Linked DNA regions of Mus musculus: regions 2 and 3 are each linked to region 1. The links are chromatin contacts, called in public HiChIP or PLAC-seq maps. All regions are on one chromosome and are shown on one strand. The core of a region is the stretch at or near the end of the contact, and the rest is flanking DNA. Distances in the headings are between cores, read along the strand shown. Region 1 holds the start of Cenpm (centromere protein M). Region 2 holds the start of Bik (BCL2-interacting killer). Region 3 holds the start of A4galt (alpha 1,4-galactosyltransferase).

What was found. HiChIP or PLAC-seq counts read pairs in DNA pulled down with a chosen protein or histone mark.
Region 2: an H3K27ac HiChIP or PLAC-seq map of embryonic stem cells shows a contact between it and region 1, with 6 times the contacts expected there. The contact joins the promoter of Bik here to the promoter of Cenpm in region 1. A contact is called at or near these places in 8 of 39 promoter capture datasets (the HPC-7 cell line, HPC-7-derived erythroid cells, cranial neural crest and 5 more) and 5 of 115 datasets of contacts at active chromatin or transcription factors (SST interneurons, astrocytes, embryonic stem cells and 1 more).
Region 3: an H3K27ac HiChIP or PLAC-seq map of embryonic stem cells shows a contact between it and region 1, with 6 read pairs. The contact joins the promoter of A4galt here to the promoter of Cenpm in region 1. A contact is called at or near these places in 2 of 39 promoter capture datasets (embryonic stem cells and stem cell-derived epiblast-like cells) and 3 of 115 datasets of contacts at active chromatin or transcription factors (embryonic forebrain, embryonic stem cells and stem cell-derived neural progenitor cells).

What each region holds. Positions count from the first base shown.
Region 1 is chr15:82,242,999-82,247,308 of GRCm38.p6, forward strand. Cenpm (centromere protein M) reads right to left here and starts at 1,749. Exons shown (of 6, transcript NM_025639.4): 1 at 1,625-1,749; 2 at 1,135-1,214. The coding sequence starts at 1,681.
Region 2 is chr15:83,524,523-83,528,832 of GRCm38.p6, forward strand. It overlaps Bik (BCL2-interacting killer), which reads left to right and starts at 2,340. Exons shown (of 5, transcript NM_007546.2): 1 at 2,340-2,414.
Region 3 is chr15:83,249,182-83,253,491 of GRCm38.p6, forward strand. It overlaps A4galt (alpha 1,4-galactosyltransferase), which reads right to left and starts at 2,548. Exons shown (of 3, transcript NM_001004150.4): 1 at 2,519-2,548.

The DNA of each region.
Region 1 (4,310 bases), core at 499-2,998:
TGAATTAAGCAGATTAAACCCAAGTGTTACTAACAGAGCATCTCCTCTGTGCTAGTTACTGCTTAAGGCCTCGAGGATTCACCAGTGAACCAGAGTCAAAATCTCTGTCCTTAGAAGCCGATTGTGTGTGGTTTGGGGGTGGGGATCAGAGGCCTTCTTTTATTGTGTTGGTTTGTCTTATGCAGCCCAGGCTGGCCTGGAACTCGGTATGTAACAGAGAATGGCCTGGAGCCTCCTGCCTTCGCCTTATAAAGCTGTGGTTACAAATGTGTCCTTGTGTTGGCCTGGAGATAAACGGTGTTTATTTTCTACTCCCCTGGGGTTCTGGTCACCTTGTTATAGTTACTTTTAATTGTCAATTGGACACAACCTAGAGTCAGTCATCTTGGGGAGTCTCAACTTTCTAGATGCCTTGTAATGTTTTTAAATATTTATTTTATGTGTGAGTACTCTATCTGCATGCACCTGTAGAGGGCAACGGACCCCATTACAGATGGTTGTGAGCCACCATGTAGTTGCTGGAATTGAACTCAGGACTTCTGTGAGAGTAGACAGTGCTCTTAACCGCTGACCATCTCTCCAGCCTTCGTTTGTAATTTCTTAATTGGACTGAGGTAGGAAGGCCCACTACAAGTGGCACAATCCCCTAGGGAAGGATTCTGAGTTGTCTTCAGTGTGGAGAAAGCCAGATAAAAACTTGCAAGCATGTGCTTGTTCGTTGCTTCCTCTTGACTGTGGATATACAGTGACCAAGTGCTTCAAATTCCAGCAGCAATGACTTCTGCAGCAAGGAGCGAGCCAAACATGTCCTTTCTCCCTGAAGCTGCTTTTGTCGGGGTATTTTATCACAGCAAGAGGAGAAAGAAAGGAAACCAAAACACACCTCCCCCGTTGTTTTTACATGCTGACGTCTAAACTCTGAGCCTTGTCAATGAGAAAATACGCAACCCGTGAGTGTGTTTTTGGCGTGCGTTATGAGCTATGAACATTTGCAGAGACCAGTAAAGGAGCCAACTCGGCAACCATAGGCAGGATCACGGAGGACTGATGACAGCTAGGAGCGGGACCCTCTCTCCTGCAGGCTCCCGTCCCTCATGTTAGCCCAGAGTTCAGGCTACAATCTCAGCAACTTACACCCTCAGCTCGGACGCACAGTCATCTTTGAGCATCGACTCCGCCAGCTGCTGCAGAAGCGCATCCTCGGTGCTCACCAGCTGCGAAGGGAGAGAACCAGGCAGATGGAGATCCGAGCAGGGCGGCTCCTTTGGAGGGCCCCGCACTCCGAATCCCTCCTGGGGGTACACACTCAGCTAGAGGCGGCTCGGAGGGAGCCATTTCCTCAGAAGAGGAGCCCTAAGGAGCCATCCACGGAGGGGGACCGCCCGGCCTCCTCCTCGAAACGCGGGAAAGCCACGTTCGAACTGGAACGCCCACTCAGCCGGTGGTAAAATCAGCCGCGCGCCTATTGGTGGAGGCGTCCCTCAGCCTCGCGAGCCGCCGCTCCGATTGGTCCAGAGTAACGCGCCCGTCCGCCCGCCCCCCGCTGTCGGAGCGCGCTGAGGCTGAGGAAGGGCACCGGCTTTGGCTGCGGGGAAGCCGGTCCAGGGGCGCTGCCCGCACCTACCAAGACGGTAGCCCTGTTCAGGTCGGGCAGCTTGTCCATCGACCTCAGCACCGACATCTCAGCGGCAGCAGCGCCACTCGGCTCAGCGCATGGCGCTTTCAAACCGTCGCAAGGCCCGCCTCTCTAGTGGGCGGGGCGCGGTACGCATGTCCGGGCGGGGCTTTCTGAGCCGCCACTTTTAAAAGCAACCGCCACTCTTTTTTGTTTGTTTGTTTGTTTGTTTTTCCTTCGAGACATGATTTCTCTGTATAGCTCTGGCTGTCCTGCTGGGATTAAAGGCGTGCGCCACCACGCCTGGCAGGAACCGCCACTCTTAAAAGAGCCTGTTCTGTCTCTGCCCCTACTCCCCACTCCCAAGATTTATTTTTTTAAAGATTTATTTATTACATATAAGTACACTGTAGCTGTCTTCAGACACACCAGAAGTGGGTATCAGATCTCATTACGGATGGTTGTGAGCCACCATGTGGTTGCTGGGATTTGAACTCAGGACCTTCAGAAGAGCAGTCAATGCTCTTAACCTCTGCGCCATCTCGCCAGCCCCCCAAGATTTATTTTTAATTACGTGCAAATGTGTGTGTGTGCGCGCACGCGGACTCATGTGAGTGGAGGCGGCTGTAGAATTCAGAAGAGGGAGTCAGAGTCTCTGGAACTGCATTTAGAGGCAGTTCTGAACCACTTGACATGATGGGTATTTGGTTCCCATTGGAAGCAAATTCAGGTGCCATGTTAATTGCTGAGCCATCTCTCCAGTCAGCCTCTACTATCTTCGTTCTACAAAAAGATTTATTGCATTTAAAAAAAAAGATTTTCAATTTAATTTAAAATTTTTTTCTTTTATGGGTACGGGTGTTCTTGCCTGCATGTGCACCATGTGCACAATGCCCCCCCCCCTCCCCCCAAGAGGTTGTCAGTTAACCTTGAAACAAGTTACAGACTGTTGTGAGCTGCCATGTGGATACTCTGAATCCAACCTGGGTCCAAGAGCAGCCAGTACTCTTAATGGTTGGTTGTTCAGATAAGTACAGCCTGTTTCCCCACATGTCTATTCCCAAGGCTGTGATCTCTTTCTCCCTTGGTCTTGGGACTCCTCCCCTCCCGCAAGTACCAGGATTAGGGGCCTGAAAGGTACAAATGTATGAGTCCGGGATTCACTGAAGAATGGTACCCGGGATTCAATAGTATGTAAACACAGAGTGTTTTATTCTGCAGAAGTCTAGCATGCTGGGGTCTCCCATTACCAGAATAGAGAGACAACCAAGTAAGTTTGAAGGCCTGAGATTTAAAGCACAAGATATAGGTAGGTAACCTATATCTTGGTCCATCTCCACGGTCATTCCATTACCAGGGAATGGGGCTGGAAAGTGAGGTCTAGAAACTGTGGCTGAGGAAGTAGCTGAGGAAATCTGGAAACTGTTGCTGATCCATTGTCCTGGCCTCTGGCCAGGTGGCTAGGCAGCTCCTGATGGCTGGGCAGCTTCTATTTATTTATTTATTTATTTTGTTTTTGTTTTTTGTTTTGTTTTGTTTTTTTGTTTTTTGAGACAGGGTTTCTCTGTATAGCTCTGTTCCAGCCTATAGTTCCAGGCTGTCCTGGAACTCACTCTGTAGACCAGGCTGGCCTCGAACTCAGAAATCCGCCTGCCTCTGCCTGAGTGCTGAGATTAAAGGTGTGCGCCACCATACCCGGTTGGCGGGGGAGCTTCTAACTAGCGGCCTAAAGCCTGTTTTTTATGTTTGTTTGTTTTTTCTATTAACCAGCCTGTCTGGGCTTGCCTGGACTTGCCCAGTTCTTAGGCCTAGTCTCCTAAACTGTCAGTTTGAAGCCTGTCATGGAGTCAGCCTAGTCTTTTCATATCATTTACATTCTTAAACTTTAACTTCTGTCCCTAGTCCATATCTGTCTCAGAAGATTTCTACTCAGCTGACATATTACAAAGGGCAGGGAGCCCTGCACTTACTGAAAGCTAACGTGAACCAGTCCAGCCAATGTGATTGCTCCCTGTCTCCTCAGCTGGGTCAGTGAACCAGCGGCTTCTGATGAGTGCTCCATTGCCTGAACTTCCTCCAAGTCTTTGAGGAGAATTCCAACCTTCCTGGGCCATGACAATGAGGTCCTAATTTCAGCTCAGTGAGAGACTTTCCCTCAAAGGAATAAGGCAGAGGGCAATAAAGGAACAAGATACCCAGTGTCTTCTTGGGTGTCCGAGCACATCAAAATAAGTAAAATTTTCATTTTAATGAAGGAAAAGAGCTGGGAGTGGTGGTGCACGCCTTTAATCCCAGCACTTGGAGGCAGAGGCAGGTGGATTTCTGAGTTCAAGGCCAGCCTGGTCTATAAAGTGAGTTCCAGGACAGCCAGGGCTACAGAGAAACCCAGGCTCGAAAAACCAAAAAAAAAAAAAAAAAAAAGAAGGAAAAGGAGGGAGACAGCTGGGTACTGCAAGGATTTTCTGATGCAAAGTATCTTGGCAATTGGGAATTCCGCAGTCACACCAAGCAATAAACCTCAGGTGAGAGATTTACTGGAGAGAAACAGGATGCCTCTGACTGGAAACAGAGACAGCTGTGGGCTAGACAGAGCAGAAGGCTTCTTACATGGCTTTTGAAGTTGCAAGGTGAACTTTGTGGGAAAGTATCACTGGGTAGGAAACATTGTTTCGCCATGAAGGCTGAGTCACAGGGG
Region 2 (4,310 bases), core at 1,090-3,589, 1.3 Mb after region 1:
GCATGGCTGGCTAGCTCCATTAGTGACTGGCAGGTCCAGTAGAAGGTATGCACTCCACCAACTAAGCTATACCCCAATCCCCCATTCTTCAAGTTTAAGGCAGGGGGTTTCACTATGTACCCCAGGCTGGCTGAAACTCTCATTCCTCCTGCCTCAGTTTGTAGAATGTGGATTGCCGGTGCCACTGCACCAGACTCTACCAGTATTTGTTAAACAAAGGATCCAAAGACAACTCGAGGCCAAAACTTGGCTTGAAGTCTGTGTCAGCTGGATCATAGACACAAGTGATCTCAGGCACAGAAGGCAGTGGGGTTATGAGGATCCAGAGGTAGCTGTGAGCAGCACCTGTAGATTGAGGCCACTAGAGAAGAAAGGGGCAAGTCCCTGAGTATGGTCCTCTCAGGGAGCAGGGTGCATAGCCTAGTGGCTCAGGGACAGAACACGGGATCTACATGGTGAAGGAGAAAACTGACCTCTGAGGGTTGTCTTCTGACCTTCACACACATAGTCCCCTCTCCAACAGAATGAATGAATAAATGTTTCAAAAGAAGGGAAGAGAAGAGCAAATGTGAGCCCTGGGGACAGAAGGTGGCGGTCCCCATTGTCACCACTTGTATTACTTCTTGCATCTGACCCAATTATGGAGCACTAACAGGAAGGCGCACTCTTATTTAAGTGATTTTGCCCCATTTCCCTTCATTTGTCTCTCTTTCTTTTAATTTATTTTAGACAGGGTCTCTTGTACCCCAGGCTCTCCTGGAACTCACTGGAAAACTGTGTATGTAGCCTTGAACGCCTTGGCCTCCCGGCTTCAACTTCCCAAACCTGAGATGACAGGGGTATCAACACACCCAGTTTTTCTTTGTAATTTGAGACATGGATTCTCAGCCTGGTGGTAGTAGTGGTTGGTGCATGCTTTTAAACCCAGCACTAGGGAGGCTGGGGCTGGCACATCTCTGTGAGTTCCAGAAAAGCCAGGGCTACACAGAGAAGCCCTGTCTTGAAAAAGCAAACGAACAAATAAACAAACCCCTCCAAATAATGAATTCTTGCTATATTGCCCGGAACCTACCCAACTTCCTAGTCTCCCCAGCGGCAGGCCGTTCAGGGATTGAGTCACTGTGCTAGCCTCCCATTTGATCAGCCTGTTGCCTTGGGGATCTTGCAGGCTAAATATTTTCACTCACCCCCTCCCCTGGGCCCCTAAGTCCCCATCTGACCTCAAACTGGCCTCCTTCCTCCACCTTGTCTACTGTTTACAGAACGCATCTGCTGACCGGTCAGGTCTTTCTGGACTGTGAGACCCCTTGTCACTGCCTCTCTTCTCTCAGTCTCAATTTTCTGCAAATTCATCTGCAAAATGTATTGGCAGAGAGGCTTCAAGGTCCCCTGCCCCCAACTCCAGGTTGTGACAATCCCTGATGGCTAATGGCCAAAGATCAGGGTTCAATTTGCTTCTGGGCTTGGAGGTGACAGAAGGACCACAGAACTGGAAAGATCTGAGTGGCAGGATTGGAAGGCCTCTAAGATTAAATTCTGCCGAGGACCTTCTAACATGTGGGGGGAGGGGCTGCCTTCCCGTGTCAGGAGAAGATTTAAGGAACCCCAAATATCACCACCCCTCTCCTGACAGGAGAGGGAAGAGTCCAGCTGACTACTTGACAAAGCACGCAGTAGGAGGCACCTGCCCCAGATTCTGACCTCTGCTATCCCGAGAGGAGCTGACTTGGGATAAACAAGTTTTGTTGTTGTATAGATAGTGGTTACTTTGTAATTCGGCCAGTGCTCCATCTTTACTCACCTCGGAGCCCCTGCTCCAGGGCACTGGAGACTGAACTCCTCCCACTTCACCTGTAATTCTAGATTTCACCTCCTACCGATCCTCTCCTTCACCCTAAGTCTTCGCCAAAAGGAGGGCTGGGAGAGCTCCCTATACACCGGGAGAGAAGAGAGAGGGGAAAGGGGGAGATTTGGAGGTGCAGTGCGGAACTTGTAGCAGGCGGGAGCAAAGGGAAGCCACAGAAGCACCAAGCCTTTAGGAGTACTATGAGGACCAAGTAGACAGCCCTTGCTAAGGTTTGGCCGCGGCGATGGCAGAGGCGGCGTCTGCGGAAAGCACACTCGCAGACGCACTGGCGGGGACACAGTAGCAGGTCTACAGGCGACAGAGGAATGTCTGCAAGCTAACGACTTTAAAACAGGGGTTCTGTAGCTACTTATTGGGACCGGGGATTTGGAGCCCCGGAGGGAGGAGTTAAAGGGGCGGGACGGGGAGGGCGCGGCCACCTATCAGGGTCCAGCCCGCCGCTCACAATAACCCGCCTCCAGCCAGCGCCCCCGACTCCGCCACCGGCGTCCCAGCCGAGAGGGTGTTCGGGCAGTTCGCCCGCCGCTACGCCAGCTCAGCTTGGCAGGTAAGCGTCTTGCAGCCCTAGCCCAAGTTGCTGGAAAGTTGGGGACCCGTGCCCAAATCCCTCGGTGGCCCCGGCTCTGAAACGTCCCCTCTGCGTCTGACACCCCAGAAGGTGCTAGTCTGGTCCGCGTGTCTCGCTGTGCGTCCATGCACTGGGGTGGCCCTTGTGTCCTGGTTCTAGGGCGCGCTGAGCAAGTGGCCTTCGTTGTCGCTGTGCCCTGGTTGTCGAAAACTTAGGGGGAGCAGCTTGAGACCAGGGCGCGGCACTGCCACAGTAGGGCGGCCAGGCTGAGCCCGGGCCGCAGGCGGAAGATGGCGTCGGCACCTGTCTCCGCGAGGACCGGAGAGTTCGCATCTGTCCCTCCCTCGGGGATCCTGGGATTCGCACCGTCCCTGCCGCGACCTGGTAATTCACACCTGTTCCCGACAGAATCCAGCTTCGCATCTGTCCTCTCTGGGACCCGGGGATATAGGTCTTCGAGGGGCAGCAGAAGGGCCTTCTTAGGCGACCTGGGTAGTTCAGACCATCATTTCCCCGAAGCTCCTAGCCACCTGCCTGCGCCCAGGCGCAGGGACTGGGAGTGCATCCGAGGGGCCGGCAAGGTCGCCGGTGTACCAGCCACAACCAGCACTGGGGGTTCAATACTTGTGTCACTTTTCCACCTTGTGGCCTTCAGGATGCGGATGCAGGTTGTTTTATAAACTTAATTGCTGTTCTGAAGTGTACTGAACCACCCCTACAAAGTGTTGTTTATTGTTGTTGGCGTTGATGCAGGTGATAACACTGTTACAGGGGTTTGGAGCCAGCTGCAGCTCTCAAGAAGGCTGGTCTCCTACCTACTTTGGGGGATGGGGGAGTTGTCAGTGAACCTTAATTTTAACCTCAGGGAAGCAGGCCTCATTTCAGATAGGCTTATGTCCCAACAGCTACATAGAGCTGGCTCCTTCAAAGCCTGGAGGGCTTTCTTAGAGGCCACACCAACCTCTCTACCTGTGACCTACTTTCTGTTCTGACTGTGTAGCTTTCTACAGGCTCCTCCACCATTCTGGACCTCAGTTTGTTGAGTTTGTAAACTGCGTTGTGGTTTAGCCTGGTGGGGAGGGACCTTTCCCAAGAAGTGGCTGAGTAGCTCGGCAATGCTACCTTGATTTCCACTAGGTTGGGGCATGTTTACTGTTGCTCCTTTACAAGTATACACCTAAGGGTCACCTGGGGTCCTTGGCTGCTTTTGGATCTAGTGTCCTGCCTAGGGCAGGTGGCACTCGTGACCTCCCAGCCTTGCCCCTCCCCACATCTCTCACTCCACCCTGCCAATTTTCTCCCCTCTATACTCCAGGATTTGAGACTTTCTTTGTTTTGTTTTGAGGCAAAGTTTCATGTAGCCTAGGCTGGCCCCCAGCTCACTATGTAGCTGAGGATGGTCTTGAAACTCCTGATTCTCTTACCTTCACCACCTGAGTTCTAGGATTCCAGGTATAGTTACTGTATCCAGGTTATTTGTAGCTGGGGATGGAACTCACAGCTCTGTGTATACTACCATTGTTTTCTTAAGTAAGGCCTCACTATGTAGCAGAGGCTAGCCTCGCATTCTCAATCCTTCGGTTTGCTTCCCTAGTGCTGACTTTTAGTCTGCTTTCTGTTGCTAATAAGATACAGTGCATTGGGTTGGGTTATAAAGAAGTAAAATTTATTCTGGCTTGTGATTCATGTGGGGTTGAGGGCCATCTTGGGTGACTCCCTTTTGTTGGCAGAAGACATACATTGTACATTTTACCCACCTCTCAAAGGTCCGGCCTCTAAACCCCACAGTGAGGTTGAGTTTCCCCTTTAAATACCTCACAAGGGGATTAAATGTCAACACCCCAATCTTTGGAGACCCCCAGGTCATATCTAACT
Region 3 (4,310 bases), core at 1,298-3,797, 1.0 Mb after region 1:
GCGGGTAAGAGCACCCGACTGCTCTTCTGAAGGTCCAGAGTTCAAATCCCAGCAACCACATGGTGGCTCACAACCATCCTTAACGAGATCTGACTCCCTCTTCTGGAGTGTCTGAAGACAGCTACAGTGTACTTACATATAATAAATAATAAATCTTAAAAACAAACAAACAAACAAACAAAAAAAGAATACTTGGCAAATCCCAGTGACCACATGTAATTCTCAACTTCAATTCCAGTTCAAACACCCTTTTTGACCTCCATGGACACCAGGCATGGGTGGGGTGCACATACCGACTGGCAAAAATGCTCATTCATAGTAAAATAAATAAATTCAAAACCAAACAACAACAACAAAAAACCCCAAAACACCCCAGCTTCTCAAACATATATCTGAAATCTACAATAAAGGAGACAAACTTTGCCAAGGAGCAGCCAAGGGGCAAAGCCTTCACACCTGATGAACAGCACACAAACTCTTAGCTGCTCACTGTTTGACTCAGCGGTTTCGATTCTAGAGAAAATGGAGATACTAACACACGGTCTGAGGAAGTCTGCCCAGGCTAGGGGTTTCGGCAGAGCCAGCTGGTGAAACCGGCTCACACACTGAACAGTCTAATTCTTTTCTCAGGAAAATCTAACCATTCATAAAAACTGTATGCATTTATAATGATGTAACAGTATCTAGGTGGGCGTGGTGACACGGGCCTTTTAATTCCAGCACCAGGAGAGCTGGGCGTGGTGGCACATGCCTCTAATCCCAGCACTTGGGAGGCAGAGGCAGGCGGATTTCTGAGTTCGAGGCCAGCCTGGTCTCCAGAGTGAGTTCCAGGACAGCCAGGGCTATACAGAGAAACCCTGTCTCGAAAAACCAAAAAAAAAAAAAAAAAAAAATTCCAGCACCCTGGAGGCAGAGGCAGGCAGATCTCTGAGTTGGAGACCAGCCTGGTGTATACAGTATTCCAGGGCAGTGAGAGCTACACAGTGAGACCCTGTCTCAAAACAAAGGGTAACAGTATCTAAAAGAACCAAATGCTTTCATTATACAACAAAAACCAGGGCAGTTGAGGCGGCTCAGTAGTAAAGCTGTTACTTGAGGTCATTGAAGGTCTGGACTGCTCCTCGCCTTCCACCTCCACCTCTAAGACCAGGCTGTTTTGGGGTGATATGGTGGGTCACAGTCGCCTCTAGAGATTCAAGCAACCCTGCCCACACCCTGGGATATTCATCACTTCTCCCATGAGTGAACAACCTTTCTCTGGGACTAATCCTTGTCAATATAGACAGCTGCAGAGCCTTAATTGTTTCAAAGAAACAAAGCAAACTCTACAGAATTGTTTAATAGGTCGCAGCGACCCTTGAGCTGTCCAGGCAGGGACCAGCCCTTGAGGCATTGAAGAAGCGTTTTCAAAACAAAACAAACAAACAAATAAAACCGGGAGGCTGAGTTCCTGTGAATTTTTTGGTCTTTCGTTTGAGGACTTTCCTTTATGGGAAAGATTTCTGCTGCTGAATGCCAGAGACTAGGGGAGTGCGAGTGGAGGGCAGCTCTGCTTTATTGGAGTCCCCATTCTTAGGGAGGAGAAAGGTCAAAGAGGGGGTGGAGTGGGGTGACGGGGAGCCGGAGGGTGTCACTTCGGAACCGGCTGGGGTTGCAGCAGCTGGATTGCTATGGATGTGACAGAGTAGAGATGGAAAGGATACTTTTAATCTCCAGCGGGCTAGAGACTCAGTGGACTCTGCCAAGGAGATGAAAAGAACTTCTAGCCCCAGATGACATACGAAGACATTGAGGCAAGGGGGCTCGCCCTAACAGTGAAAAGGAGTGGATAGGGTAAATCTCCCAGGCGCAGCCTCTTCCAACCCTATTCGGCTTCCAGTCCCATACCTCAACTGTTCTCATCGGAAGAAGGGGAGAAGCGCGAGCGTGCTGATCCGGGACCGAGCCCTGGGTCTCGCGACTCCATGCTGGCTTCCCTTGCTCCCCCGCTTTTCCCAGGCTACCCCCTGCACCTGAAGACCCTTCCCGGTGCAGGTCCGAAGCCGGAGCATCCAGAAAGCCCAGAGCCAACTCCCAACCCGAAGCCCTCCCTGCAGCGCGCGGCATTCCATTCCTCTCCGGGATGCGCCCCGCCGCGACCTCCCAGAGCACGCCCAACGTCGCCGAGCAGCGCTTTGGGATCTGGACTTCGGATTCCCAGTCGTCCCCCTCCCCCGTGAACCTCGCCCTCCGAGGGCCTCCTGGGCTGCGGGAAGGAATTGCGGGATCCTAGCCGGCCCCAGACTAGCTCGCGCCGCGCCGCGCTCAACTTCGGGGCGCAGACCGGTGCGGGCGGCAGCTGAGGGACCACGGCGCGGAACTGGTGCCCGCACCATTGTCGCCTGTAGAACAGGTGGCCAGGCGGGGACCCGGGTCCCTGATGTCTTGCAGCTCACCTCCCTTTCCAGCCTAGAACAGGGGCGCCCCGGATCCCAACGAGATCCCCCTGCCCGCTGCCCTGTCCCTGAGATCCAGGTACCTCCGGCTCCCGCGTCGGCGGGCGGCTACTGCGGCCCTGGAGGGCGGTGGCTTGAGCCCAGCGGACAGGAGCGCCGCCCCTCCAGCCCTGGGCGGGGTCTGGCGTTTCTGCCCCACGGGTCCCTCTCCGCCTGCAGCTAGTCCTGTCTAGAAATGGGGGTGGGCACGACCTGAGTCATCAATAGCCAGTAGCCAACAGGTGTGAGCCGCCTCCCGGCCACCCACACCTCACTAGTCACAATCCTATTCTAAACCTTCCGTTTCTCTCTCCAGCCCTTCTGCCCCAGAGCTAGCAATCCTCCTGCCTCAGCCTCCCAAGTCACTCCTCCAAGACAGGGATGAATCCCCTACCCATGGCTCTATTTTTTTCCATTTAACAGATGGAAAAAAAAATAAAAAGCCAGGCTCGAAGCGGTTTGGTTAATTACATAAATGTTGTGCAGTTGAGAAGGGGCGACATCTGAGACTTGAGTCATCCTGACGCCACTGCCCAGCAGCGTCTGTTCCAAGTACTCCTCACTCCCTGCTCTGGCCTGCTGTGACCCAAGGAAGGGCCGGGCCCACGGCATGGTGTTCCCTAGTGGCGATTTCCCCCGCCAGCTCTCCTCTCGGGCTAGATGCCAACGTGCCCTCGCTGCCTGCCCTGCTTCATCTCTCTCACCATACAAACCTGTGTCCAGGCCGCTGAGAAAATGGAAACACCCTATCCCAACCCTGAGAACAGCCTGGGTAAACAGGCTTTGTAAAAGCGAATCTGTGGAAAATTCTCACCCCTTCACCCCACTGCTGACAACTACCTAGCTCTTGGCTATGCCCACCCTTTCTCGTTTTCCAGGAGATCCCCAGCCTCCAGCTGCTAGCCGTTGCTGCTCCTGCCCCTCTTGCCTCTTCGCGGGCCATTCCCATTAGTGCTCATCACTCCCAGGTTTGATTTTTTTGGTTTGGCTTTGCCAGACTGCTTCTCATTCTAGCCCACGGCTTTCTTGTAAACCACAGTGGCCTCAAACTTGTGACAACCCCTCTGGCTTTCGCCTCCCAAATGCTGGGATAACAGACTTTGCTCATCTTAAAACTCAAACAAGGAGCCCTGCCAGCCGTGGTGGTGCATTTCTTTTCAATCCCTGCATTTGGGAGGCAGGCAGGTTTCTGAGAGTTCGAGGCCAGCCTGATTTATATAGAGCTTTTTAGGCCAAGCCAAGGCTACAGAGTATTGGATAATGAATGGTATTGTGTTGAAGACCCTTCCGCAGTTAAGAGCAATTGCTGCTCTTCACGGGGAGCCGAGTTGGATTCCTAAAGCCCACACCAGAAGGTTTACAATTGCCTGTAACTCCAGCTCCAGAGAATCTCACGTCTTCTTCCAGATTCTGAGGGTACCTGCACCCACACAGCTACACAGATGTACTCATAAGTAAAAAAAAAAAAAAACAAAACTTAATTCTTAGTGTGATGGATGCACACAGGTGCCGAGATACACTGTTCTTCAGATAAACTATATTAGCAGCGTTTCAGTGTCATGACCGCAGGCTGCCACTATAGGATCTTGAAGGGAGAGAGCCTTCGAATCCAGAAGCAAAGAAAGTTTTTCTTTTCTTTTTCTGTTTTTGTTTTTGTTTTGAGACAGGGTTTCTCTGTATAGCCCTGGATGTCTGGAGCTCACTCTGTAGACCAGGCTAGCCTCAAACTCAGAGATCTGCCTGCCTCTGCCTTCAGAGTGCAGGGATTCAAAATGTTGCATTTCTACTGCCCAGCTCAAGGGTTTTGTTGTTGTTGTTGTTGTTGTTTAATTTATT